2 separate regions of the Mus musculus genome follow, and region 2 is linked to region 1. Evidence: chromatin contacts called from public HiCAR-type data. All regions are on one chromosome and are shown on one strand. The core of a region is the stretch at or near the end of the contact, and the rest is flanking DNA. Distances in the headings are between cores, read along the strand shown. Region 1 has its middle 150 kb from the start of Gm41044. Region 2 overlaps Gm29927 (a long non-coding RNA gene).

Region 1 (5,530 bases), core at 1,187-3,686:
CAGAAATATTTTTAGGTTTTATGGAGTTCATGAAAAAAAAAAAAATCCCAATCTTAAGATTTGAATCGAACGTCCCCTGTTGGCTTATGTGTTTTAGCAGTTGGTCCCTAGCTAATGATGTTGTTTGGGAGACTGAAACCTTCAGCAAATGAGATGTAGATAATTGTCTGGACCAAGATCTGTACTTGGTAATTGGTATTTTAGAGCAAGCAGCCGCTTCACACTGCCATTGTCATGGAACTATCCCCCTATCACCGTGCCTTCGCCACTATGGTGGGCTGTATTCCCCCATACTGTGAACCAACACAAATCCTTGCCTCCTTAAGGTGCTTCCATTAAGTGTTTCATGACAGCAGTCAGAAAAGTAAGGAACACATGTTCATCTTCTACTACCCCCACTTGCTATTATTCATTGTGCTGCCATAAAATAGATAATTCTCGGCTGTTATAGTGAGAAAGCAAGAACTTGTACGTCCTGACTCTGTGTTTCTGGATTATTTCAGGCAACATAATGTTCTCTAGCTCTATTTATTTTAACAAAAATGGCAGGATTATGCTTTTTTGTGTGTGTTTGTGTGTAATATATATTCATTATATATAGTAATATGTAATATCTTACAAATATATACAAATATACCTATTACATTCATGTGTGATATATGCATATATGATATATGTGATATATGCATATATATGATATGTGATATATATGCATATATATTCATTTTATATTCATTTGCTGGTGAGAACCAAGCTAACTCTGCATCTTAGCTACTGAGATTAGTGCTACAACTAAAAATAAGTATACAGGACTCTCTTTTGTATGCTAATTAAATTTGTCTGAGTATATACCTGGAAGCTAGATAACTAGGTCATGGGGTAGACCATTTTTAGTTTTTGAGGCCACCTCCATAATGTTTTCCACAGCGGCTATATAATTTACATTCCCATCAACTGTATGTAAAAAAAACCTCCCTTTCCTCCTCATTCTGCCAACACTTGTGGTTTGTGGGGTTCTGCTAGTGTCCATTCTCACTCGGGTTTGACAGTATTACCTCATTGGTTTTTGCTCTAGCTGTCCCTGGTCACCAATGACTTGGCTTCTCTACTCAATCTTTGAATTGACAGCTTACCTATTCTTTCAGCACAACGAGTAAATCTTAATTATCTGGGGAGAGTTCTTTGAGATTGCCAATTTTCTCTCATCCTTTGGTACTTCATCTGTACCCCTATATCTCACATTTCTTTGTTAATTATCCTTTTGGTATTTAGACTATTTCCTTATTAAGAAATAGTTAATGTTGTTATTGTTGTTGTTTTTGTTGTTTTCAACAACTCCCCAATACTACACACTTGAGTGAATTTCATTCAAGTTGATGCTTAGAAAAATCTCTCAAAGCAGATCAATGGCACCAGTCCAGGTCTAATTCAAGAAAAGCAAGCTGGGTGAAGACAATGCAGTCTGGGTGCACAGGTCTCTGACTCTTTGACTCCCCTATTTATAATGTGTGTCATGCTTCCTGCTTACTTCCCTCACAGCCAAAGGATTGTGTGCCTTCCTCTGCAGAGATGAGCGTGGCTCAAGGCACGTAGTAAATTCCCACTGATGACTTGATTGATTTTAAAGTCACCAAACTACTTCAGAGCCTCCAGTGTTCTCTCCATTGTTGGCTTTATTACACTTGTATTCTTCTTCCTAACTCAGAGAGGCCCTTTCAGTCTTACACTGGGAATAAAATGTTGTGTGTATAGTGAAAGAAGATGTAAATGCAACTGCAAGTCCATGTGTGCTCCCATCCTTCCTCAGGATGTAAGTGGTAGAGTCCATGAATTGATGAACTCAACACTAAGTACGTGTGTTTTACTTATTATGAAATATGCCCTTTGACTAAGAGAGAATTAAATGTCAAGAATCCTTGAGCCCCTGTATGTTGTTTTCAAAACATCGTGTCAGCTCATGGCTGCCTGGATAAAATTTTGCTAGCACCAGAAGGAAAAATATGTTCACCAGAGCATTTGTCTTCATTTCTGTAGTGGAAACTGAAATATTCAAAGGGCACTGACAGCTCAAGTCCAGTGCGAGACGGTGAGTTTCCTTACATAAAAAAATAAAATCATCAATATTGAAAAAGAAAACAATGATGTTGATTGGATTCCATGTTTAATTCCAGTGTACTGCTACGTGCTTTATGAGAGATGGGGGAGGGGAGGAGGAAGAGGAGGAGGAGGAGGAGGAGGAGGAGGAGGAAGAGGAGGGGAGAGAGAAAGAGGGACACACACACAGAGAGAGAGAGAGAGAGAGAGAGAGAGAGAGAGAGAGAGAGAGAGAGAGAGAGAACATGATTATCATCACTTAGCAGCCAGCAAATGTGTCTTGAGGAGACGACAGGATTAATTCTTCACAGCTTGAGCTGAGCTGATCTGGAATGAAGTGGACTGATGAAGGTTTACACAATATGAGCCCAAGTACAGTCTCCTCCCATCACACATCCTTTGAGCCTTAGAGGTGCTTGTTTTGTTTTGTTTTTTAGTTTTGGTAAAGAATCCACAAGCGTATTGCTGGTAGTTTCTCTACAATAATAATGCATTCAGTGTTGAGAGCTATTCCAATCAAACCTATAGAGACACATACTTTTATTTAAAATACCATCACTGCCAAGTGAAGGGCAAGAGTTTTGGAGCCTGATGACTTTCTCAAACTTCTGAGCATTCCTTTTAATGAGTTTGGAAAATGAACCTCGTCCTTGCTTGGCCTGTAAAGAGTTTAGAGGGAGCGGTCAGTTTGAAAGAATGTTCTGTAAGGCTTCAGAAACTTAATGAATCTGTTGCTTGAACCCTAAGACATTTGGCAACTATTTTTCTTTCTTCTGAGCCACAGAGAAGAAGACAGTGTCCATCAATTGGAAGAAGTTGGGGCACATTGGGCACAATTATCATCAGGGACCATTCCCACTCCTCTGACTGGAACTCACGTTTTTTGGCATGTTTGACTTCTGAGGACTCTAGCCAGATTCCAAGAGGATAGTATTTTCCACTGGCTCAATTCATCAGCCAACTGGCAGAAACCATCTAGGACCATTAGCAAATAAATAAAGAGTTCTATTATCTTTTGATTAATGTAAAAATAGTGAAAATAGAAACTGGGAGTCAATGACAGATCAGAGACATTATAAGGCAGAGATTAATAAATTGCTCCAGACACTCAGAAAGACCTGAAAATTGCAAGATATTGCAGATGGGATTCCACAGAGAATGAAAAATCCAGTACAATTAGTGGTGCTGTTTCTTTCTGATTGCTATTAAACTCATATGTCAGAGAAAAGGGGAACAGGATACAAAAGGAAGCATCAAAGTAATTAAAAGAACATCATAATATCTAGTAGCTTGGAAGAAACAACATTTGCCACTGTACCACAGATTATTTAAAACATGCCAATAAGGAATGGGGAAATAGCTCACAGGTTAAGAGCACTGAATGATCTTCCAGAAGATCTGGGTTTGATTTCCAGCACCCACATAGCAAGTTACTACCATTTATATCCCCTATTCCAAGGGGATCCAATGCCTGCTTCTGGTGTCTATTTAACCCTGTACACACATGATGCACAGAGACATGCAGGCAAAGCACCCACACAAATTATTAAAAAAAAAAAAACTAAAATTAAATCATCTCAAAATCACACTCAATAATATTGAGTGGGAGGAGAGTAAGACTAAAAGCAATTTTCCAATGTTCTTCTTATTAAAAGGGGAATTTATATGGCCATTGAAAACTTGTTCTCCTTAGTCTATAGGGGTGGCAGAAAAGAGCCTTACCTTACCTTATCTTACCTGTTTTCATTTGCCATCTATCTTCATATATTTCTTTCTCATGACATAACAGTGCACATAATCTAGAGAATGTATGAGTTGATAAACAGACTTGGCTTCTGGAACTAAGATCCATGGAGACCACAGTAGCTTGAAAGGCCTCTCATTTCATGGAGCAGTTTGCACATGATGTCCGGGACACGGACTCATAAGATTTAGCCACCTAACTCTCTCCCCACTGAACTCTTTTGTTGCTTTTCCTAACCTGTGGCGGCCTCAGTATGGTCTCCTAATCCTGTCTTTCACCAATGCCAGAGTCTTTAGCCATTACCTTATAAAGCATTGAGTAGCGTGAGCCCTCCAAGATGGTGCTCTTCCATCAGTGTCTTCCTTCCTTTGTGTCTTCATTCCATCCTCTTGCTCCACGCTCACACTTACCAAAAAGCGCTAGATTTCTAATCCTTCCCCAAGGTTCTTCTTTATGGAAGAGCAGCATGATGTGGTCTGGATGTTTGTGTTCCCTCAAATCCACATGCTCGTTTTTTTTTTTTTCTCTAAGGTTAATCTAGATCATAAAATGTATTCCTTGAGCCAATAGAGTTAGAGAACTTCCTATTTCGCCGTTTCTCTCATTCTTTCTTTTTTTTCCCCCAATGACACACTATTTTCCATGTGACCCTTATACAAAGTCAAATGCTTGGGGTCTCTTGCTTTTTTATTTGCTGGCAGCGTTAAACCTGTGAGTTAGGCGAGCTTGTTTTCCTTAAATGACCGATGAAATCAATACAAGCCAGGTTGCTGATTGGAAGGGATTTTTCTCAGGACCCTGTCACCATCCCGAATAGACTGAAGTCACAGCCAGAAATAAGAAGTATAAACATTGATGCTCAGCAAGTGAGCTTCTGACCCATGCAGGTGTTTGCCTGTCTCACACTGTTTTCTCAAAGCTCCAGTCTTCCAGTGAGTGTTTATATTGTATGATTCATTAAGACCTTCTGCTGAAGTGATGCTGAAGATAGCAGGAGTGGATAAAGGAGCAGAAAAGGCAAATCTTCTCAGACCTGACATTTGGCATCCCTGCAAAACACTGAAAACGTCAGTGTGGATGGGGAACGGTGAGCAAGGGAGACTGATGGGGGAGAAGTCAGGGAGATAGCAAAGAGGAAGCAAGTGACCAGGGCTCTGGCTTTCATTCTAAGTGGAAGACATTGAGGAGAGGGAGGCACATTTATTTCCTTTCTAATCGTCCACTCCCCCTGGTGTGTTGAGAATAGACTAAGGAACACAAAAAATCAGCAGAGGAGCCAATACAGACATTATTCCCGTTATTTTGACAAGTGAAGGCAAGGCATATAAAAGAGCAGCAGTGGATATGGGAAGAAATAGAGGATTCTGCCCTTTGCTTAAGTAGTTTATTCAGTTACTGTTTGTTGAGTCTCTATTTCATTGACTGGTGGTAACCCAGCACTAAAATATTATGCTGACCATCATAAAAGCAAAAGTAATCCTATCTATCCTCAACTCATTGACAGTTCCTTCTCTGTGATTTATCTTTTTTTTTTCCACAAGGGAAAGTTGGGATTAAGTATAGGCAGTGTAGATATAAACAAGTGGACCAAATACCTTCAGAAGAGTATATACTGTAAACCAAACCCACTAGTGTCCCACAAAAGCTGTTGAGAGAGGCAATTGGAGGCCATTTTAGATTGTGTATTGAGGG
Region 2 (5,530 bases), core at 1,107-3,606, 410 kb after region 1:
TAGACTGGTCTTCAGAATGAGTTCCAGAACAGCCAGGTCTACACACAGACAATCACTGTCTCAAAAAAGAAAGAAAGAAAAGAAGAAGAGGAGGAAAAGGAAGAGGAGGAGGAAGAGGAAGAGGAGGAAGAGGAGGAGGAGGAGGAGGAGGAGGAGGAAGAGGAGGAGGAGGAGGAGGAGGAGGAGAAGAAGAAGAAGAAGAAGAAGAAGAAGAAGAAGAAGAAGAAGAAGAAGAAGAAGAAGAAGAAGAAGAAGAAGAAGAAGAAAAGGAAGTTGTTGTCTAAGTCCCAGTCCAGTCCATTCAGGGAGCGGGTCTTAGCCTCTACACTGGAAGAGTCACATTTTCTGTTGTTGTCATAGCAGAAGTTATTTCATGTTGCTAAAACTCAGGGATGTGGCAGCTTAGCCCAGTCCTTGTCAACTTCCAGTGGAAGTTCTATTCCCTCCCTCCAATGACATAGGACATCCCAACAACTCTCTGTGCTTCTTATTTACTTCATGAAAAGCCAGAAGGGGCTGTGGTGTGCCACACACAACCAGACCATAGACAAACAAACTCCTCTTTCACAAAGAGAATCCTCTGTGCTAGCCAGATGGACCCAACTTTACCCAGGGAGACAAGCCAAGTTAAGGGCTGGGTTGCTGAGTGAACTTTCTCTGAGGCCTCAGTCACTCATCATCATGACTGAACATTCTGGGGTGCTTGGGGTGAGGTTGTGGTCCTCTCAGTAAAAAGTCCATTTATCCATTATCTCTCTCCTTCTCTCTCTCTCTCCCTGAATCCCCATCTTCATGTTCCCCAAATATTATACCTTCTCTGTAAAGTGCAAAGCATTTCTTTCCATGTGGCCCTCTGTCTCCAATATCATGAAGCTAATTGTATTCAGGTAAAACCATTCTCCCTTCATTACTCTTTTCCAGGAGAAGACTTCTACTGAGAGATAGCTATCCAACTGTCTACACAGTATATTAAGAATGTCAAATAAAGGAATCTCTCACCAAAACCATCCAGTCCCCTCTTTCCAGATATGTTATTCTTAATTCCTACATTGCATTCCATTAAGAAACCTGTAGATATATATATGAAAAGAAGCTGGATCAGGCCATGGGGTGTAAAGCCAAGGACAGAAATGATTGTATATTTCCTAGTCATTACATCTACATAGATTCATTGGCAGAAAGCCTGTTCCTGATGGATTGGATATAACTCAACTAAACCACCACTGATGAAAGTTCAACACTTGCTACATACAGGTCGCTGTGCCTGCTGATGGGAAGAAAAGAAAGCAGAGTGCTATGCCTCTACCCATAGACACACACTGGGACCTTATTATGACTTGTCTTGTTTCCTTTCTAATTGTAAATTATATTATAAAACCCTATGGGTTTCAAATATTATCATGAATTTCACTGTGCCTCACTCTGGGCACATTTTAAAATATCTAAATAGCTTTTATAAAGTTTTTTTTGCTATGTACAAAATATCTTCAGTAAATATATCATATGCAACATTACTTTCCATTTACTTAATGTAACATTCCAATAATTTTATATAGTAGTAATTTTATTTATCGTTGGACTCCAGGGTACCTATGGAAGGTAATAACTTCCTGCTTATTCAGCTAAAGACTTTGTTTTCTCTTTAACTGAGACTGCACAGCAGATGCAACCCCCGGTTAATGAGAAGCCAGAATTTACTTGAATATTACAGGTCATTAGTTGGGTGATTGTCTCACTATTACAGACTATTAAGAGGTTCTTTCTGTTTTCCTTCCTTTCTTTAGTTATCAACTCTATTCCTTAGAGCAACTATGTAGCTTTAGTTCTACTGTGGCAGATCCCTGCTAGAAAGACAACAACCAAGCAGTTAGTGGCTGTGTGTCCCTCTAGCCCATTAGAGCTGATCCTTTAAAGTTCTGTGTGGGAACTGGCTTGTTTGTGCTTCTATGTCCTCTGTTGTGTTCAAGGGTAACTGTTTCTCTGTGTAACGTTTCACATACTGCGTTTCCTTCTGTCTAAAACATTGCTCTAATTCTTAAAATTAGAAGTGACTTTTTCTGAAAGCTAGGAGAAGCAGCAGCTTAGCATGGTGGGGCATATGGCTTCTGACAGCCTTCTGACAAAGGGCACAGGCTCTGATCACAGGGCACAGGTCCCAAGAGGAAGTAGGAGGGATCAGGGGAATGTTACACCAGGCCAGCCCTACTTTTCTGCACAGAAAACCACAGACCTCCACACAAGAAAGGGAAATTCCCCAACCTCTGTGCCAGTTTCCAAACCATAGAAGATGGCCAGCCATTCTACACAAGCTGCAGTTTTCAACGGCCTTTTCAAGCATGCCTCACAGCTCTTGAATAAATCAGATCATCCTCAATTCCCAAAGAAAGTGGCTGAGTCACAGAGGCTTGGCAAGGTGGCTGGGGAAAGTCCCTTAGTGGGGGAGCTGAAGGCAGAAGGCAGAGCTCCCAACTCCTTGTCCTGGACAAGGGGAAAGAGGCCACCCTGCCTCTTTATTATGTCCATCAGGGAACAGAAAACCAATTGTGACCCCCTAAGTCTCACAAAAGAGCAGTTCACTGCACTGCCAACAGTGGGCTCTGAATAAACGAAGCCTTGTGCTAAAAGTCTGCTGATCACAGTGCTCTGCTCCAAAGCCCAGAGCACCCTGACAGGATGGCCAGGCCGCAACAACTCAATTGCCTGGTTGGTGGGCAGTCCGCTAGTGCACGGCTTGCCAGGGAAGGGGGAGTCAGTAGGTCAGCCATTGAGGCCATGTTCTAGAAGAAGATGGAAACAAAGCATGCAGAAAGCCTTTTCTTGTGAGCGAGTTAACCCTTGCTTCTGAGTCACATATTTGGACTCGTTGGAGGCTTACAAGCAATGTTGGCACACCTGCTGACATAGGCTCAAGAGGTTGAACATATTTTGTCTTAACATGCATGTAGGTTTGGGGCTATACTAATGATGCCCATGAGACCATGAACTGGACAAGGAATTCCCAGGAATATTCTAAAAAAAAAAAAAAAAAGCCAAGAACTCAGCTCTTAAATGCTCTCAAGTCTGTATTTTACCTCAAACAATATAAGGAGAAGGAAGCAGACACATTAAGATAAATTGCCCAAATTGGCTAAATTTCACTGTAATAACAACTCTAAAACCATAGTAACCAAGCAATTCTTATTTCTTATCATCTGTTGATAGAATGGCTCTGTTTATAAGAGTCAAATCCCCATTTTACATATTCTCAAGAGAGAAGGGACAGCTCTGCAGGGTCTCTCGCTGACATAAAATAATACAACTTTTAAGAGTGACACATGTCATTTTGCTCAAAATCCATTGGCCAAATCTACTTGTATTGTCCTTTTCAATCTTTTTTATTAGATATTTTCTTTATTTACATTTCAAATGTTGTCCCCCTTCCTGGTCTCCCTCCAAAATCCCCCCTTATCCCCTCTTCCCTCCCCCTGCTCACCAACCCACCCATTCCCACTTCCTGGCCCTGGCATTCCCCTATACTGGGGCATAGAGCCTTCACAGAACCAAGAGGCTCTCCTAGCATTGATGACCGAGTAGGCCATCCTCTGCTACATATGCAGCTGGAGCCATGAGTCCTACCATGTGTACTCTTTGGTTGGTGGTTTAGTCCCAGGGAGCTCTGGGGGTACTGATTAGTTCAAATTGTTGTTCCTCTTATGAAGCTATAAACCCCTTCAACTTCTTGGGTCCTTTCTCTAGCTCCTTCATTGGGGACCCTGTTCTCAGTCCAATGGATGGCTGTGAGCATCTCCTTCTGTATTTGTCAGGCACTGGCAGAGCCTCTCAGGGAACAGTTATATCAGTCACCTGTCAGCAAGCTCTTGTTGGCCTCCACAATAGTGTCTGAGTACCAGAGGACCAAACAATACCACTCCTGGGCATAAACCCAGAAGATGCTCCAACAGGTAATAAGGACACATGTTCTACTATGCTCATAGCAGCCTTATTTATAATAGCCAGAAGCTGGAAAGAACCCAGATCTCCCTCAACAGAGGAATGGATACAGAAAATGTGTACATTTACATAATGGAGTACTACTCAGCTATTAAAAATGATGGATTTATGAAAATCTTAGGCAAATGGATGGATCTGGAGGATATCATCCTGAGTGAGGTAACCTAATCACAAAAGAACACACATGATACGAACTCAGTGATAAGTGGATATTAGCCCAGAAGCTCGGGAAACAATTCGCAAAACACATGAAATTCAAGGAGAAGGAAGATCAAAGTGTGGATACTTCTGTCCTTCTTAGAAGGGGGAACAAAATACCCATGGAAGGAGTTACAGAGACAAAGTGTGGAGCAGAGACTGAAGGAAGGGCCATCTAGAGACTGCCCAACCTGGGGATTCATCCCATGTCCTCAATCTTAAGGGGACTGAGACATGCAGGCCAGGCATCTATCCACAAGAGAAAGCCGAAGTGCTAGTAGCAGGCAGTGGGGTGCTGGTATTGGTAACACCCCCAACTGTATGCTGTGTCCTATAATCTACAGGCTGTGTCCTAGAGTGGCAAAACCTTCCATAGGACCAGAGAGCAACCCTAGAAAAGCTGAGGTACATCCAGGAGTAGAGCAACCAGAGACAATGATGTGAGGCTGACATACCCAAGGTGTCATTGATAAAATTATTTTGACCATGGCAAAAGGAAGGGAAGGCATATGGCCAACTAAAGAACAACCATACATGAAAAAAGTTATCCCATTGCTAGAGCTTTGAGTCCTCTATCTAAAGAGCTCTGTCCTGGTAGGAAGAGTAATTCTTTTCTTAAAAAGATATGTTTGTTTTTATGTATGTGAGTACACTGTTGCTGTCTTGAGACACACCAGAAGAGAGCATCAGATCCGATTACAGATGGCTGTGAGCTACCATGAATCTTTGGAAGAGTAGTCACTGCCATTAACCACTGAGCATCTCTCCAGCCCCCAGGAATAGAAATTCTTAAAGATGCCATGAGATGAAGAAAGTGAAAATCTTTGTTATTTTGGAAGATGGATTTAATGTGATATCTTCAATGATGGTCTTAGCTCTAGAAAATAATCTGCTGGTGTGAAATATTACAACTTGAGGCTGACACATGTCACTTTGCTCAAAATCCATTGGCCAGATCTACTTGCATTGTCCTTCTCAATCATAAGGGAACTGAGACATGCAGTCATTTCCTTGCCAGATAAGGTAGGTGAATTCAGCCCTACACATCCCCTACAAATAGTTCAGTAAATCCAGGTTCATCCTGTGATATATAGACATTGATATAGCCTTTGCCTTAGAAATGGGCCTATACATATCGGCCAACTGCAGACTCCTCAAACACCTATGACCCATCTGACCCATCTGACGTTCTCATCTCCTGCTTCTTCTGGACTTCACAGTCCCGGGCAACATGACTGCTGTATCTGGGGCAATTTTCAGAGAGCCAATAAAAACGCATACGCTTTCAAGACATAGCGCCACCTCTGAATCCAAAACTCGTGTGACTGTTGAGGAGCAAAGT

What was found. HiCAR-type assays count read pairs that join an accessible place to other places.
Region 2: a contact with region 1 is called in a HiCAR-type map of fibro-adipogenic progenitors, with 3 times the contacts expected there. The contact joins two enhancer-like sites. A contact is called at or near these places in 1 of 15 datasets of contacts at CTCF or cohesin (the NIH/3T3 cell line), 2 of 484 Hi-C or Micro-C datasets (embryonic fibroblasts and nephron progenitors) and 1 of 115 datasets of contacts at active chromatin or transcription factors (fibro-adipogenic progenitors).

The regions. Positions count from the first base shown.
Region 1 is chr13:102,165,890-102,171,419 of GRCm38.p6, forward strand. No RefSeq gene overlaps it. Among named protein-coding and RNA genes, the nearest start is that of Gm41044, 150 kb to the left of the region's middle. Within about 2 kb of position 2,437, at least 7 of the 459 cell types and tissues checked have an H3K27ac peak or open chromatin away from gene starts, as enhancers often do. A contact at or near this core is called in fibro-adipogenic progenitors, where this site is marked.
Region 2 is chr13:102,571,170-102,576,699 of GRCm38.p6, forward strand. All of the region lies in intron 1 of Gm29927 (a long non-coding RNA gene), which reads right to left. Among named protein-coding and RNA genes, the nearest start is that of Gm29927, 18 kb to the right of the region's middle. Within about 2 kb of position 2,357, at least 145 of the 459 cell types and tissues checked have an H3K27ac peak or open chromatin away from gene starts, as enhancers often do. A contact at or near this core is called in fibro-adipogenic progenitors, where this site is marked.